Regions from separate parts of the Triticum aestivum genome. Here region 2 is linked to region 1. The links are chromatin contacts, called in public Hi-C maps. All regions are on one chromosome and are shown on one strand. Each heading gives the region's core, a stretch centred on a gene start, on an enhancer-like site or on the middle of the called end of the contact. The rest is flanking DNA. Distances are from core to core; before and after follow the strand shown.

Region 1 (7,742 bases), core at 1,703-4,202:
AATGAGTTAATGAGAAGAGAGGTAAATTTGAGTAACTTAGCTACTTATCGTAACATCACATATTCCAATACAATATGAGTCTATAACCTAATAAATGAAGCTTTGCATGACATCATACTTATGTTACTACCCACTATGAAGGTAGTAACATAGCCTAGGGACATGTGTATGTTACTAGTGTAACTTACTCTCCACTATGACTAGGGTAAGGAACTAACTTGACTACTCTGCTTAGTACTAAACAATAACTGCCAATTATTGATTTTATTTAATTAGGCACTTACTACTCCATTGTGTGCTAATTTTTCTTTTAGTTTTCCAATTACAACACCATATTTATTCTAAATAACACGGGTATTTACAAGACACCCAGCCCAGCGTCGTGACCTCCGACCCCCTTCTTGTTTTCCCCATTGATGATGTTCCTTTCCCCTAGCGGTCGCCATGATGGAAGCCTCCTTCCCCAGCCCCTCGCCAATGATGATTCTTAGGTTTCCGCCTGCACTTGCTGCAACATGGGAGGTCACGCGCGACGGTGTTACTGTTGACGGTGGAGAGTAGATCATCAATATGGGAGGTGACTGGAATAATCTAGTATGAAAGAGATTGAGGTGAAGGTAGGCATTCTTTCCCCGCTTCTCAACTCCATCAAAACCCTCCCAGATCTCGCAACCACAACTCTCTCTCTCTCATCTTGCTTTATTTGTGATTGCTTAAGAGTTAAGATTCCCCTAATTTTGTTTGCTTTTGTTTTCTATACGTGTTAGGTTACGAGGTTTACACTAGGTACAAATCTCAACAGGGACTTATCTTCTTGGAATGCAAAGAATGGAGCTAAATTGGTCTTTCCTAATTAATTAAAAAATAGGACTGGAGGGTTAGAATAGATTGAGACCACCGAGTTATGGTGGAGTTGGTGTGTACTTTATGTAGGTCTCTCAGGGAGATGGCCAGTCAATCTACAATTTTTCTGTATTTGGGAGATGGTGGCAGTTGTGAGTGCTGAAGTGTATATGTTGATTGCCTAGCCCTTTCTAATAGTTCAGACTTTTGATTGCGTTGGCTAATGCATAAAGCTTAACATGATATTAGAACCCAGGTTTTGGTCTCCCCCGAATGCCGCAACTCGTCCTTTCTCCCGATCGCTTTTTTTGTCTATCACGATCCGCACGTCCCTTGTGCTCGCTTTGTGACTTCTCATTGATCTATTCCGATGGATTTCCTCTGCTTCCAGCAACCTCCAGGATGCGGGTCGACGATTCCCCGACTCCCTCTAGGGCATGGGCTTTGATATCATGTTAAGCTTCATGCACTATCCAACGCAATCAAAAGTCTGAATTGATGGAAAGGGCTAAACAATCCGCATATACACTTCAACACCCCCTCTCATGTGTGACGCGGAAAGCCAACACACGAATAGACTTAGAACTATGGCTCAAAAGCATTATACATGGACATAGAGGGGCCCAACATTAATTTTTGGATAAATTGCAAAAGTTAGGAATCAAACTCAAGACCTTAGGCTCTGATACCACATTAAGCTTCATGCACTAGTCAACGCAACCAAAAGTCCAAACTTAAGACCTTAGGCTCTAATACCATGTTATGATGCAACTTAGTTATATTGCAAGGCCCAATGAGGTGCAAGAAACGAAAACAGAGCCTGATGAGAATTCCTAGACCAATACTAATACTTCCTAACAATGAGTTCATTTAGATTTTTCTTCCATCATGCATAGTTCAAACTTATATGCTCACAAATATTCAATTGTTGCAGATGATGCATGCGTATCATAGTAAATATATTAACAGTATAAACTAAATTACTGATTCAGTAACTCTAATTATGGTTTGACAAATACATGGCCTATGAAAAATTGATGCAATAGACATCTAAAGTTGAAACTTGGAGATCATCTTATACCCTCGTGTTCACCTCTCAATTCTCACTTTTTTTGTCTCATTCCTTCATTTAAGCATAAGTTTAGTTTCATTTGTTCAAGGTAGCTGCAAGTCGCATATATAGTTTCTTCACTTAGCCCCCCCCCCCCCCTCCCAAAGAAAAATTGGTGTGTATTAGATGAAACAATCGATATGAAGAATGTGTGTCATGCCCAAATGAGTTAGCATGCTTCTCATTCTTGTCAATACGATGATCATGCATGGCTAGGATACTTTAGATCAAGCATATGAGGGGGATGGGGTGTACTCTGGATGAGAATTCTGTTGAGAGTAGATCATTGAACTAAACAAGTTGTGGGATAAGTGGCATGACCAAATGCCATTGGTCATACAACTCTTTGCCACTTGGGTATTGACAACATATCACAATGAGAAAGGAGGAAACAACACTTGGATGTTCCTTGCAAAATTGTTTTAACATGTGAAGCTACATTCCACCCCAATCAAATAATGTTATCTGAAATTGTCTTGGGAGCAGCATGCTAAATATATTTACAAACATATATATGCAAACATGTTTAAATCAGATATATGGGCCAGTTCATGCAAAATTAACCTATGTATGCATTGTGACTATATAGACCGGATCATGTAAATTACTCCCTCCGTCCCATAATATAAGAGCTTTTTTTATACTACAGTAGTGTGAAAAACGCTCTTATATTATGGGACGGAGGGAGTAAGATAGTTCTATCACTGAAATGAACGGGTGCGGCAAAGTGGGTCATCATGGCCTAGTGAAACATTAAAATACACTTTGAAATGAGAAGAAAACCTAATGTAACCCTTTGAAACAAGACAAGTTCTGAAAAAATATAACACGAATCTCAAAGCAACCATGAATGATGAATTCATATGTGGTATTTTTTAGCTTTCCTGGAATATTTTTTTTTGAGCTGGGTAGAAGTGGAAGGAGCAAACGATCAAATCCCCCCATTTTGTGGTATTTTGGTGTCTGCACGTGGGCCCAGGTTCGCAAGGGACAAAAGATCAACGAAATCCCCCTATTTTTTTCCCACCCGTCGCCATTTCCACTCGAGCTCGAGCTCGACAGCCATGGCCTCAGAACTAGGGCTAGCGCCGCCGGCGAAGCGCCCGCTAGCGGCGGCACCCACCACCATCACCGGTATCGGCGACGACCTCCTCCGCGGGATCTTCCTCCTGCTTCCGTCCCTCCCGAGCCTCGTCCGCGCCGCCCTCGCCTGCCGCACCTTCCTCGGCGCCGTCCGGTCGTCCCCCGCCTTCCGCGGCCGCTTCCTGGCGCTCCACCCGCCCCAGCTCCTCGGCTTCTTCATCTGCCCCAGCCGCATCGCCAGCCACCCCTTCGTCCCCTCCCGCGGCCGCTCCGACCCGGACCTCGCCGCCGCCGTCCGCGGCGCCGATTTCTTCCTCACCCGTCTCCCGGAGGACGGCGGTTCCTCCCGCGGGTGGCACTTCGAGACCTGCTACGGTGGCTACGCCGTCCTCCTCAACCAAACCACGGACCAGGTCGCTGCCTACAACCCCCTCACGCAGGCGCTGCATCTCTTCCCCCAGCCGGCCGCCGACAAGATCCTCTTCCGCGGCTTGCCTGAGTACTATTTCTTCTCCGAAGAGGACCAGGGAGTGCTCCGTATGGTCTGTGTCCAACACCGGAACACGTCGTGGCAAGTGCCGGCGCGCATCGCTGTCTACTCCCCGGCCACCAGCAGCGAGTGGCAGATTTTGCCGTGGGTGGAGACCCCGCCGCCGCTGCAGCCCGAGGAAGACGGTCAAAAGGTCATCACTTTTTACCCTGGTACGCAGGTGAAAGGATTCGTTTACTGGAAACACACGAGTCAAGCCTATGTACTCATTCTCAACACTGCGACACTGCAATTCTCGAGAGTGGATTTGCCGCCATTCTTTGAAGAGATAGAGACTGTGCAATTTATGCTTGGTCAGACCAAGGATGGGGAACTCTGTATGGTTGGCGCAGATGACAACGATGGAAAGACAGGAATGCTTGTTGTTTGCGTTTGGAGAGCTGATGAGCACGGTGTTGAGAAGTGGATGCTGGAACATACTTTTGCACTGAGTATATTTATTGATGCCACAGAGGATGATTCCACGGTGCAGGTTGATGCGATTATCGATGGCTATGTGTACCTGTCTACTAAGTATTCTGGGCAAGCTGAGTCCCTCCTATCCTTCTGCCTGGAAACAGCAAAGCTAACCAAGCTCTTTGATGGTACATACACAAGCCCGTCTCATCCCTACATCATGGCGTGGCCTTCTTCATTGGTAGACAACAAGGCAAGCCCGTGCTCGAAGATTCCGGTAAAGTTTCTTCAGACGTTTGGTCCTTAGATTATGTGTGGTTGCTTGAGAGCATTGGATTATTGTATACTAAGTCCGTCCCATAATATAAGAGCATTTTTTACAGTAGTATAGTGTCAAAAACGCTCTTATATTATGAGAAGGAGGGAGTAGTTGTGATAATCTGCCATTAATTCCACCTTCTGCAATTTTGGTCCACAGTTTTTGCTTTTTTTGTTGCACAACAATGGCTTGATTCCAAGTCTTGATAAAGTAGCACTTGCATAACTCATATAGTACATGTGTTTAATTGCAGATTATGTATCAGTACGAGGATGCAATGTGGAAAGCCAATATCCCTCTAAAAATTAAAGATATACTATGGCTGATTTGGCACAATGTGATTGCCACAAAAGACAGTATGAGAAGAATAAACTGGGTTGGGGATTATATTTGTAGCTTTTGTGGGGAGAACGAATCTATTCATCATCTCTTCTTTGCCTGTTTGGCTGCATCATACATGTGGAGCTCTATTTGCAATACTATGGGTCTATATGATAGACCTTAGATGCTTCACACAATACTTTACTTGGGTCGCAGATAAAATCCCCTTATGGATTAATTTACAATTGCTGCCTTTTGTTGGGTTATCTGGAAAACTCGAAACAGAGCTTATTTTGAGAAGAAATTACCGTCGGCTCCTGCTGAGCTGATTTATTATTTTTATGTTTTTCTATGTCACTGGGCAGGTTTACAGAAGGATGGTGAAAGCAAAATCTTCTGGAAGGGGAGGCGGCGATCCAGAATTCAGCTATCAGGAGTTCAGGACCCATAAAGCTGCTCGTGCGTCCTCGACTGGTGGCTTACTGAGCATCACTGAAGAAGATGAGAGTGAAGATGAACAAAATGAGCTGACGGATATTGAGCGGCAGTAATAACAAAAAGTCTTGTTACTGCTTGATTGTGGTGTTTCGATCCAGGTTATCTGTCCTGTATGTTTTTCGTTCTGCCCCAACCCTGTGTCTGTGTCCTGGATTGCTGTCCACTTTCCTTGGAGTTTGCTCTTGCAACCCTGCGTCACTTTGGGTGTGAGGTTCATGAGTATTTTGGGATGTGTTTTTTCTTTTCTTTTTCAGTGTGTAAAAACCTTGTTTCGTTATGCCAATAGTGGAACCCGGCTCCCTTTTTTGGGAGGCGTATGACTAAAAAGTACGAGGATGCAATATTTAGCATGCAGTTTGTGCAGAGTTTATGATAGCACTAGCACGCTGATATAAAGTGCACGTCATGCTCCGTATCTCCTATCGTTTGCACAGATTATGCGATAGCTCAAGGATATAAAGTGCTGCATTGCCACTATTTGAGGCTGTAAATTTCTCCTCACTCAAACGTTGTCTAAACATTACTTTGTAATGCTAACCACTATGAGATTGCATTGCTGTAACAAATCTTATTTCATTTTCACTACTTGTATGGGTACTGTACTTGTCTATCATAACAAAACTTATATCGTTTGCACTGCTTGTATGGTTGCTAAACTTGTCTATAATTTTGTTTTTTTTTGAAACGGAGAACTTGTCTATCATTGGAATCTATAGCCTTGCACAATTTATGTATACAAATACTTGAATCCTTTACTCACGCTGAAATATTCTTCTATGTCTTTGTGCCCTCCTGATGTTTGATTGTAGGCGTGCAATGTAGCTGTACAGTCCATCTCACTGAAAAGTTGAGGATTTTTCAACGGTGCAGCTACCACTGGAACATCTGATGTTCCATACATCATATCTGTAGTTTGGTTACTTCAATTTATCTAGCCTCTGAACCTGAATGATTTATGAGTACACAATATCCTGCTACTGCTTGGCCTCGTATAATGCGTGCAGCTATGATTATCATTAAACTGCTATTGCATTTACGGAAACTTGTGAGCATAGGACCTATGATCTTACATACGATTCCTGATTGAGGAGTCATGTTGATTTCAACAGACAGAAGGCAAGGTAGACAGACAGCATAGTAGATGAACTGGAAACTGCAACTCTATCTGACTGACTGCAGAGAGATTGTCAGCAGCAAGCAATCTGTGATTCTGAAACATTCTCAGTAGCTGGTGCAAATCATCATCATTATGATGTGTCTGTTCTGGCAGGAATTGCAAAAACTTGCTACTTACAAGTATCCCCATGATGTTTTGGCCAAAGAATCAAATATATCCAAGTTTCACAAGTATACATGCATGCTCGTAAGGAAAAGCAGGGTTTGCCAAACAATCAAGTTTTCTCACAAAATCCAAGCTGATTCCAAGGAAAAGCAGAACAATCAAATTGATTTGCCGCCCTGCTCTATCAATATTTTTGAAGCTTCTTACAATTCTATCATAAAACCACTGCATTTTCCAGTTATGCGAAAAGATGATATAAAGTATCTGCATGATCATCCACTCATTGCAAAAATCCCTATGGTGAAATGCTTCGTCAACGAATCACATTACAGAGATGAATTTCAGAAGAGCGACTACATCCAGCGTCAACAATTTCAGCAGTCCTGAATCATAGGACGGCGAGGCCAAAACACCTGTTCTGTCCACGGAACGGAGCGAGTTTAGCTAGCAGAAGAAACACGAGAGCTGCTGATTGCATTTCTCTAAACCTATATCTATCTGTTCTATAGGCAAAAGCAGGCGTCCAGTTCTGCTGTCATCGTATCCTTTACATGTGAAAAACTCCCACTCTGATCTTCATCTACTCTGCATCGACATCCGGGTGTTGCAGCTCACATCCTAGGCTGAATTAGCAGAAATTATGAGCGAGTTAGGCAGCAGACATGATCAATAACAAGATCAAGAAGGAAAAAAATCTTCAAACAATGTAATGTGCAAGGAACTAAGCTTTATGCGCTATTGTAAGATACTAACTGAATTATATTCAGAGGTTTTCTTTTTTGAGGAATTAATTCAGAGGTTAGAAAATTAGTATATTATCTGCAAAAGTGAAATGAGATGACAGAACTTGATTTGCCTATCTATCTATAGGCAAATATTCCAGAATGGAACTGAATTGTCAGAATCAAGGACTGAACAAATCCACATGGCAGCTACTATTTCCATCCAACTACTTTTACTCTCTTCTATAAGACTGCAACAGATTCAGACAACTACCAAATCCTAAATGAACTACATTTACTCTTCTATAATATCCTTTTTCCAAGCATGATCGGATTAGCACTCAACTAAAGAAAGATTCTACATATTTTCATGCAGTAAAATAGTATCTACACCAACATCAGTTTAGACTACAAGAGTTTCAGTAAACTGTTTCTTCAGACTACAACAGTTTCAGTAAACTGTTTCTGGGACTAAAACAGTTTCAGTAAACTGTATCAAGCACAAGCAGATTAGCACACACACAAAAAAGATCATTGCAATGCAGCAAATAGCATCTACACCAAAATCTGAACGTTGTTCATGACAAATTTCTGAGCAAATCGTAGTGTACCTGTCC
Region 2 (7,742 bases), core at 3,358-5,857, 210 kb before region 1:
TATCAAAGAAGAACGCACAAGTGTATATGCTATGCCTACCCCAACTTCATCACTCCATGTAGATATCTGGAGGATAATATGCCTACCACTAATCTCGGAAACACTCTCATTCATAGGCAGCAGCCCAACTCAACTTTAATCAAGCGGAATCTATTCACTTCAACTCTGATCAGCATGATCTCCTCTCTGGGAAGCCTGGTGACTTGAACTCTGATCAGCAGGATGTTTTCTCTGGGTAGTCTGTTGACTTGAACCCTGATCAGCAGCATGTTCTCTCTGGGAAGCCTGATGACTTGAACTCTCAGCAGAAGGAGCACGCGAGTAGATGATTTCGTAGTGATTTGCCGAGTACAGCAGGGTCACTCTCGGACGGGGAACTCCAGGACCAGTGTAGATATCTGGATCATATCCTCCTCGGACTCGCTCCACTCTGAGGGGGACCTCAAGCGCTCTGGCCAAGGCCACCATCATAACATGATCCGTAGACCGACGAGCTGGAGCGACGCGCCAAAAGCACCACTGTACGTACAACAACAATAACAGGTTAGGTAAATTGAGTGTCATGTATCCAACAATGGATGCATTGGAAATCAGCACAACGGTAATGTAAGGGAGAATATGCATCACTGACATCTTCCAGATTGTAATTTCCTCTGAGCCCTGGTATAAGCGGTTCATACACCTCCCTGTGCGAGCACATCTGGATAGCTACTACTAATCTGAGGAAAATGAAAACTAACCAAGAAAATGTGTCAGAAACATGAATTGTGATGGACAAAAGGAAATATGACTTCAAGGGTGTTTCTCTCACTGTCTAGTGTCGTATCATACTCGCTGAAGAACTCGAGAAGTTTCTCTTTACAGCGGCTAAAAATGGCACATATTATGTCAGTGAGATGGAATGCATTCGGCCACAATACTATGATGGAATTGCAGAAAACCAAGCGAGTCAAAAACCTGCTAGTTGATTCTCTGCCATGTCTCTTCCATCTCATTATTTTCTTGATCAGATTCCTAAATGCCTGAAAGGACCAGCGAATCAATAATTCGCAGTTGATAATCATATATCATAGGTTATAATGATACATACAGAATACTGATCAATACCAAGATATAAAAGAACACAGCTAAGACAACTCGCCTGAGAAGTTCATTAAGCATATTACTATAGCATAGTAACAGAACAGTGAGATGGCTATACAATAATAACCAGTAGGTGCGCATTGTTGTAGTGCTCAAACAAGCATAAGATTATGTTATTTCCTCATATATTGCCGTTGTTGCAAGTAAATTTTCTTAAGGCCGTTGTTACAATCAGGTTGTTAACTTTACAATAAACTTGAAATTTGAGTTCCTGCCAACACTGTATAAAACTGTGATGGCATGCCACTACTGTTAAGCAATTGTGCATCTTCTGCAAATGACAAACAAAGATAGTGAGATGCCAGATGCTGATTGAAGTGTACTGTAACCTGAATAGAATCATCATTCCATGCAAGCATGTTTATCCAAGAAAGAACAAGTATGGAGAAGGAAAGAACTTACTTTGCTGCTCCTGCAAAACTCAGAGTTCCATTGAAGATTTCCATGTCGCATAGACATTCTTTCAACAACATGAAGGAGACGGTTTTCCTCATTTGTGTCCTGCCTATCAATAACTTGCTCCTGTTGTACATTCGCGAAAACAGAGAAAGTTAAATAACTAACCCTACATCCGATGATAAGGAAAAGAGGGGAGGACGATTACAAGGTACGAAAATATGAAGCTCCTGTAGAAACACTCCCCATCTCCAATCACCGATCTAGATTCCGAATATGCATCAAGATGGTTCGCCTCGTCAGAATCAAGCCTATGATGTCTTCTGACTTCAGTGATGGGATGCGTCTGCAACGAATGCACAAATACAAGAATTCAAATTACGCTGAGTTGAACATGGAAACAACATATCTAAAAATGTGATGGAAATTTTGTTTTCATTCAAGTATTCTGGTTTCCATGTTCTCTGGAAATGTTTGAAACCGCTAGTATATAATCCCATCATTGATACTGATTGGTTGTTGTTCAGTAAGAAAACGAGAAGATGTCTATTAACACATGATAAACTCAACAGCAGGACAAGTACGATTAAGGTCCCATCAGACTATCACAACCAAGAGTTAATATACAATTTAGTATTTATAAAAGAGAACATAATCCTTCTGAACCACTAATCACGTATTTTGTGATAAACCGCTAGTATACTAATCACGTATTTAGTATCCTGATTTTTCTTGCACCTCCATTTTGAACATTACATCAGGCAAAATGGAAACAAACCTGGTGGTTCACATGTTCCGAACATATTTCCCTTCCTTCTCTACGAAAAATCTATTTGACAGGAAATGAGAAAACGAAGTTACAGACCATACATCATCCTGCCAGTCTTACAATTGTACAGAATCAACAAGATCGAGTATTTGAAAACAAGAAATAAGGGAATGAAAAACTAATGGAATTAACAAACAACCAGTCAATTTTTTTTCCTTTTCCCTGTCAAAAGAAAAAATAATACTGTATAGCAAGACCACAAAACATGTGCATCCAAAGCTTCTTTATTTTTGGCAAATATTTACATGAATTATATTCTGGGGCTTCTGAACCAGTTCCAGGTACCAATCGACAAAATGGTGAAACTTTTCGACCAAATCCTAAAGTGGTCGCCGATTTTGCATGTGAATGGCAAATGATTTACAGTAATTATGTTCAATTATGCAGTCTTGAACTAATGTCTAGATTAAAGTTTCTGATAACAGCATCTGTTTGCAAAGGAAGCTCATACATTTGACTTCAGGCTCTGTTGCCAAAATATTGCAGTAGGACATGACCTCATGATTTCCCCACATTTTGCAGACAACAGTTTCAACAAGATAGCCATTTGCTTCAAAATACAATGCCAGATTATGGAAAGACCCACGAGCCCAAAAAATCCCAGTTCTACTTTCTATGCACAAAAAATCCCAGTTCATACCACCCAAGAATCACAAGTGAGAAGAGTGGACAAGATTCAGGCCATACCTTGTTCTTGATCTGACTCCAGTTTATACCTAGTTCGTCCTGCTTGGGTTTCACCTTTACTACAACCTTTACTTGCGATAGTTTCTCCTGCTCCACAGAATTAGCGTCAAGATCACACATTTCGGATTAGCAAAGGTGAAAAGGCTAACAAGATTGAAATGTTGAGTCATCCAAATCCTTTCTACTCTTGCCAATTATTCATATGAATTGAGTTTTGAGGCTTCAGAGCCACTTTCAGGCTTTCAGGCAACAGATGATGCATGTCTGGCCAAGTAATCCCGAGCAAACATTCAGATTAACTTCCCCTATAACACCATTGATCTACACTGGAAATTGATACATTTTGGCATCAAGATTTCTTGCCAAAATATGTCAGCAACCACTGCCAATACATGATCCTCGTATCTCCCCACATTTTTCACTTGCAGCAAAATTGCAAAACATGCTATCATACCAAACCAAATAGAAGAATCAATTAGCACAAGCCTGGACACCTAAATCTTGAACAGTAGCGAATAATCTCAACAAGATCCTTGCCTACCTCTAAATTTGATAACGCACCGCAAGAAGAACTCGAGTAATAATCAGGAAATGCCTAATCGCCAAACTGTCCCCAACATTTGCCCGAGATTTCGTTTCCACTGTAAATCATCCCCAACCCCAACATTTTAACAGACTCATGACATACCTGTTCCGAGCAAGCAATTCCGAGCAAGCAAAGAAGACCAGATTCATGACATACCTGTTCCGTCCTGTACATCGCCTCTTCCGCGCGCAGCGAGTTGTACTGCTCAAGAGGAAACCAAGAAACGCTCAAGAACGCACTCCAGAGACTCCAAGAACTCCAAGAAACAGCAACAGCACGTCACCTGCTGTTCCCATCGCCTGTTGACGGCCGCCTGCTCTTTCGCTAGCCGCTCGATCAACCGCTGCCCAACCAGGTTGAGGTCCAACTCCAACCGCTGCCCAACCAGGTTGGGGTCCAACGGCCGCGCCGCCGCGTTGGGCTCCTCACTCGTCTCCGCCACCGCCACCGCCACCGCCACCAAGGGGTCGCTCCCGCCTCCCGCGCCCTGCCATCCGCTGTGGAGGTCGACTCCCTGCCGCCCGCCGCCGAGGTCGACTCCATGCCGCCTAAGGGCCCGGCTCTGAGCGTCGCGGCGATGGCGTTGTCGAGGAGCTGCTGCTGCTCGCGGAGCTCGGAGGAGCTGCTGCTGCTCGTGGAGCTCGGAGGAGAAGGAGTGGTGGCGATTCCCTTGCCCTTCCGGGGGTCGACCACCGTGGCGGGGCTCGACCCATCGGCGCCGCCTCCGGCCTGCTCGAGGTGGAGGGGAGGTGGCGGCGCAGCAGCGCTCGGGGCCCCATCCCCATTGGAGGAGTCCGGTTCGTCGACGCGGTCCTCCTCGACCGGTGGTTGTGAACCGGGTGCGGGTGGCTCCATCGCGGTCGCGGCGGGAGGAGTCGCGTGGCAATTCCGCTAACTCGCGGGGGGCGTGGAGAAGAAACTTGTGGAGGGTGCCGGATGGAAAATGGGAGAAGCTTTCACGGGTATTTATTTGGAAAACCCTGATGGCGGTTTGGTCCTTGGGAGTTTTCTTTTCTGCAACCAACTCCACGTTGAAGCACAAAAAAGAAAAACTCCACGTTGAAGCACAAAAAAGAAAAACTCCACGTTGAACCACATCTATATCTATACATCTATACATATATCTATACAAATATAAAAAGACCCAAAGAGACAGATCCAACTGTTCTCGGCCATCAAACTAAGTCAATCCAACGACCTAGACTGCTCCAATGGCGAGTGTTCAACGTGCAATCAATATCATACCAAATATTGCACTGATCACAGAATTAATACACAAATAATAGCATACTTAATATCCACGTGCGCATTTACTAGTTAGTACAGGGTAGGCACACAGATCCATTTGCAGATACATCCCACGTGAAATATATATTTTTACAAGAGAGGCATTCGGGGCCCCTAAAAAAACAAGAAAGGCATTCGGGGACACATGACCAATCCACCGCCAAAGGGCAGGATACGTGTCAAGTCGTACAAAACATATGTTGCATTCGTGCACTACGTGAGCACCGGGGTAGCCATCAGACGACGCCTCCGTTGACAAAATTCAATCCGCCACTGGTAAGCCGGGCTCTAGCTGCCTCTGCAAAGAGTAGAGATCGAACAAACAGTACCAAAAAGGGCAAAAACCAAGAAAAAAGAGAAATTAGATTATAAAATCTTGGTTTGCCAAAAGCAGCAACAGAACCGCCAAGAATGCACATGGTGAATAAAGCATCGTCTTGGCAAACTTGGGCCAGATGCGAACAATCCTTGGAAGACAACAAACGATGAGACAACGACTCAATGGCACCATGATCCCTATCCTTCCACCCAAGCCAAGTTACCCAAAGAGGGCCTCCAAAATCGAAAGTAGAAGAGGCTAAAAGAAGAAGAACAAATCCAACAATAGAGAGTAGCCTCATAGCCGCGCATGAAAAATAAATAAAGAAGGTCATCACTAGGGTGAGACAAGAGAAGTGCCAAGAACATGATATGATCACGTGAACCTCCATCAAACTAGTCCCACACTATATGCAATTGACCCGATGCAAAAATAATCGATTAGAAGCACATGATATCTAATGTTCTGCCAGTGCACAAGGCTAGTTGAAGCATGAATTAGGAAGTGTCGTTTCCCAATTTAATATCGATTCCTCAAGGTATAAGAAGAGTGTTGCTATTGTTGTTTCAACAACGCTTGATATGTCATTTATCTCAAATGTGTCGACTAATGAAGAGTACCTATCAGACTTTAGAGTAGTGATGGTTGTTGAATAGAGGATTAAATTCAAGTAATAAACTTTGTGTGGAAAGTAAATAATGGTGATGAGACTCTATTTTCCTGCAATGAGATCACTATGTGTAACAATTTATAGTAAGCAATACAATTGCCTTCAACTGATAGTATGTTGTTGATCTTTGTCTTAGATGCTCAATAGACAAACCACACATGAATAACTGAACCCCTTCCTTCCGGGTTTGTTCAACGCTTCCCCCTTCAAAAATAATTGCAGTTCTAGGTTTGAAAAAGTCAAACTTCATTAAGTCTATTTTAAAATGTATCAACATCTACAGCGCCAAATTTGCTTCACTTTAATCATTATGATATATATTTTTATATATGTATTATATATTTTGTAGATCTTTGGAGTTTTTCCTAACTTTTAAAAGTTTGATTCAGGATAATCCTATAAGTTCAATTATTTTAAAATGAAGGGAGTAATATTGCCCCCCTTCATTGCCATTAGCAATGGTCGGTTTGGTGTCTAAAATCAATATATTGAAACAACACCTTAGGTGATGTCGCTTCTCGTGCTCCTCATATCGCCTTCACTGCTCGTTGATACCAACACCTATCACACGAAAGCTTGAGGAATCGCTATACAATGCGTGCTTAACCACATAGATCTTTAGATCATGTTGCCTAGGCCTTAAATTAGACAACAGACAATAAATATAACAATACAAACATAGTAAAATCCCAATTAAACTTCAAAAGGGATATACTCCCTCCGTTCCTAAATATTTTTCTTTTTAAAGATTTCAAATAGACTACCACATACGGATGTATATAAACATATTTTAAAATGTAGATTCACTCATTTTGCTCCGTATGTAGTTACTTGTTGAAATCTCTAGAAAGACAAATATTTAGGAACGGAGGGAGTATACATTTAGGATGTATCAGACCAGAGGATGTGGTCGGTGGACACGGTTAAGGCCACGACGACATGTCGCGTCGACGCCTCCAAGGAGGTAATGATACACATAGGCGTCGTCGTCCCCCTAACCTCCATTTCCTTGTCCATCCTAGAGAGGAATATGAGGGAGGCATGTTGGATATGGAAAGTTCACCAAAGGTGCTTCCGTGGTAGGGAGGAGAGCACCATGTCATCACAGATGAGGATCATGATGGCGTTTACTAAATTACCTTGCATACATGGTGGAGTTGGCGAGTGAAGCACTAAGGGAATTGTCACCACCACCTAGCCCACAGTGTGTCAACATGGCCCACCTGACTAGCCTTTGGCACAACCTTTATGCCTCCGCTACAAAGAGGAATATAAACCTCACACCACAAGGAGGAAGGGCAGAGGACAAGTTATCGCGGCCACTACTGGGACAATGGTGAGGGAGGCGACACACGGGGTGGAAGACGATTCTAGGGTTAGTGCTTGGAGAATCACTCTACAAGCTACCAGAGGGGAAGGGGGCTCATGCCCTTATAGATAGTCAACTTATTTCAGCTCCCTATTTTTTAACTGTATGTATTTCTCTTGAAGGAAATCATGCGCCAAAATTACCAAATTACACTAGTACATGTAGCTCTAAAGATCAAATGATGTTGAACTAAAGACATTGTTATAAACACTTTCCCACCTCTATATCAATTCTATTGGTATTACTCGGTAGACCCCAAAACTCTTCCAGTAACCCTGAAACGCTTCTAGTTTCTCTCGAAACTATTTCTAACATTCTCAAAACGGTTTCATGCATATTTTCTCATAACTCTTACTCCACTGACACTCAACAGATCATGATTCCCTTAAGCGTGTGACCCTGTAGGTTCAGTAAAACATATACATGAATGAAACTCCTTTTCATTCAATGACCAAT

Evidence for each region. A called contact is a pair of places that touch in the nucleus more often than the background predicts.
Region 2: a Hi-C map of leaf shows a contact between it and region 1, with 5 times the contacts expected there. The contact joins the promoter of LOC123143323 here to the promoter of LOC123143321 in region 1. A contact is called at or near these places in 2 of 5 Hi-C or Micro-C datasets (leaf and an unstated tissue).

The regions. Positions count from the first base shown.
Region 1 is chr6D:35,742,806-35,750,547 of IWGSC CS RefSeq v2.1, reverse strand. LOC123143321 reads left to right here and starts at 2,952. Exons shown (of 2, transcript XM_044562191.1): 1 at 2,952-4,260; 2 at 4,556-5,448. The coding sequence starts at 3,019. The coding sequence ends at 4,807.
Region 2 is chr6D:35,951,687-35,959,428 of IWGSC CS RefSeq v2.1, reverse strand. It overlaps LOC123143323 (ubiquitin thioesterase OTUB1), which reads right to left and starts at 4,607. Exons shown (of 10, transcript XM_044562194.1): 1 at 3,925-4,607; 2 at 3,798-3,842; 3 at 3,056-3,142; 4 at 2,318-2,368; 5 at 1,748-1,885; 6 at 1,546-1,665; 7 at 958-1,022; 8 at 812-867; 9 at 632-735; 10 at 1-519. The coding sequence starts at 3,815. The coding sequence ends at 160.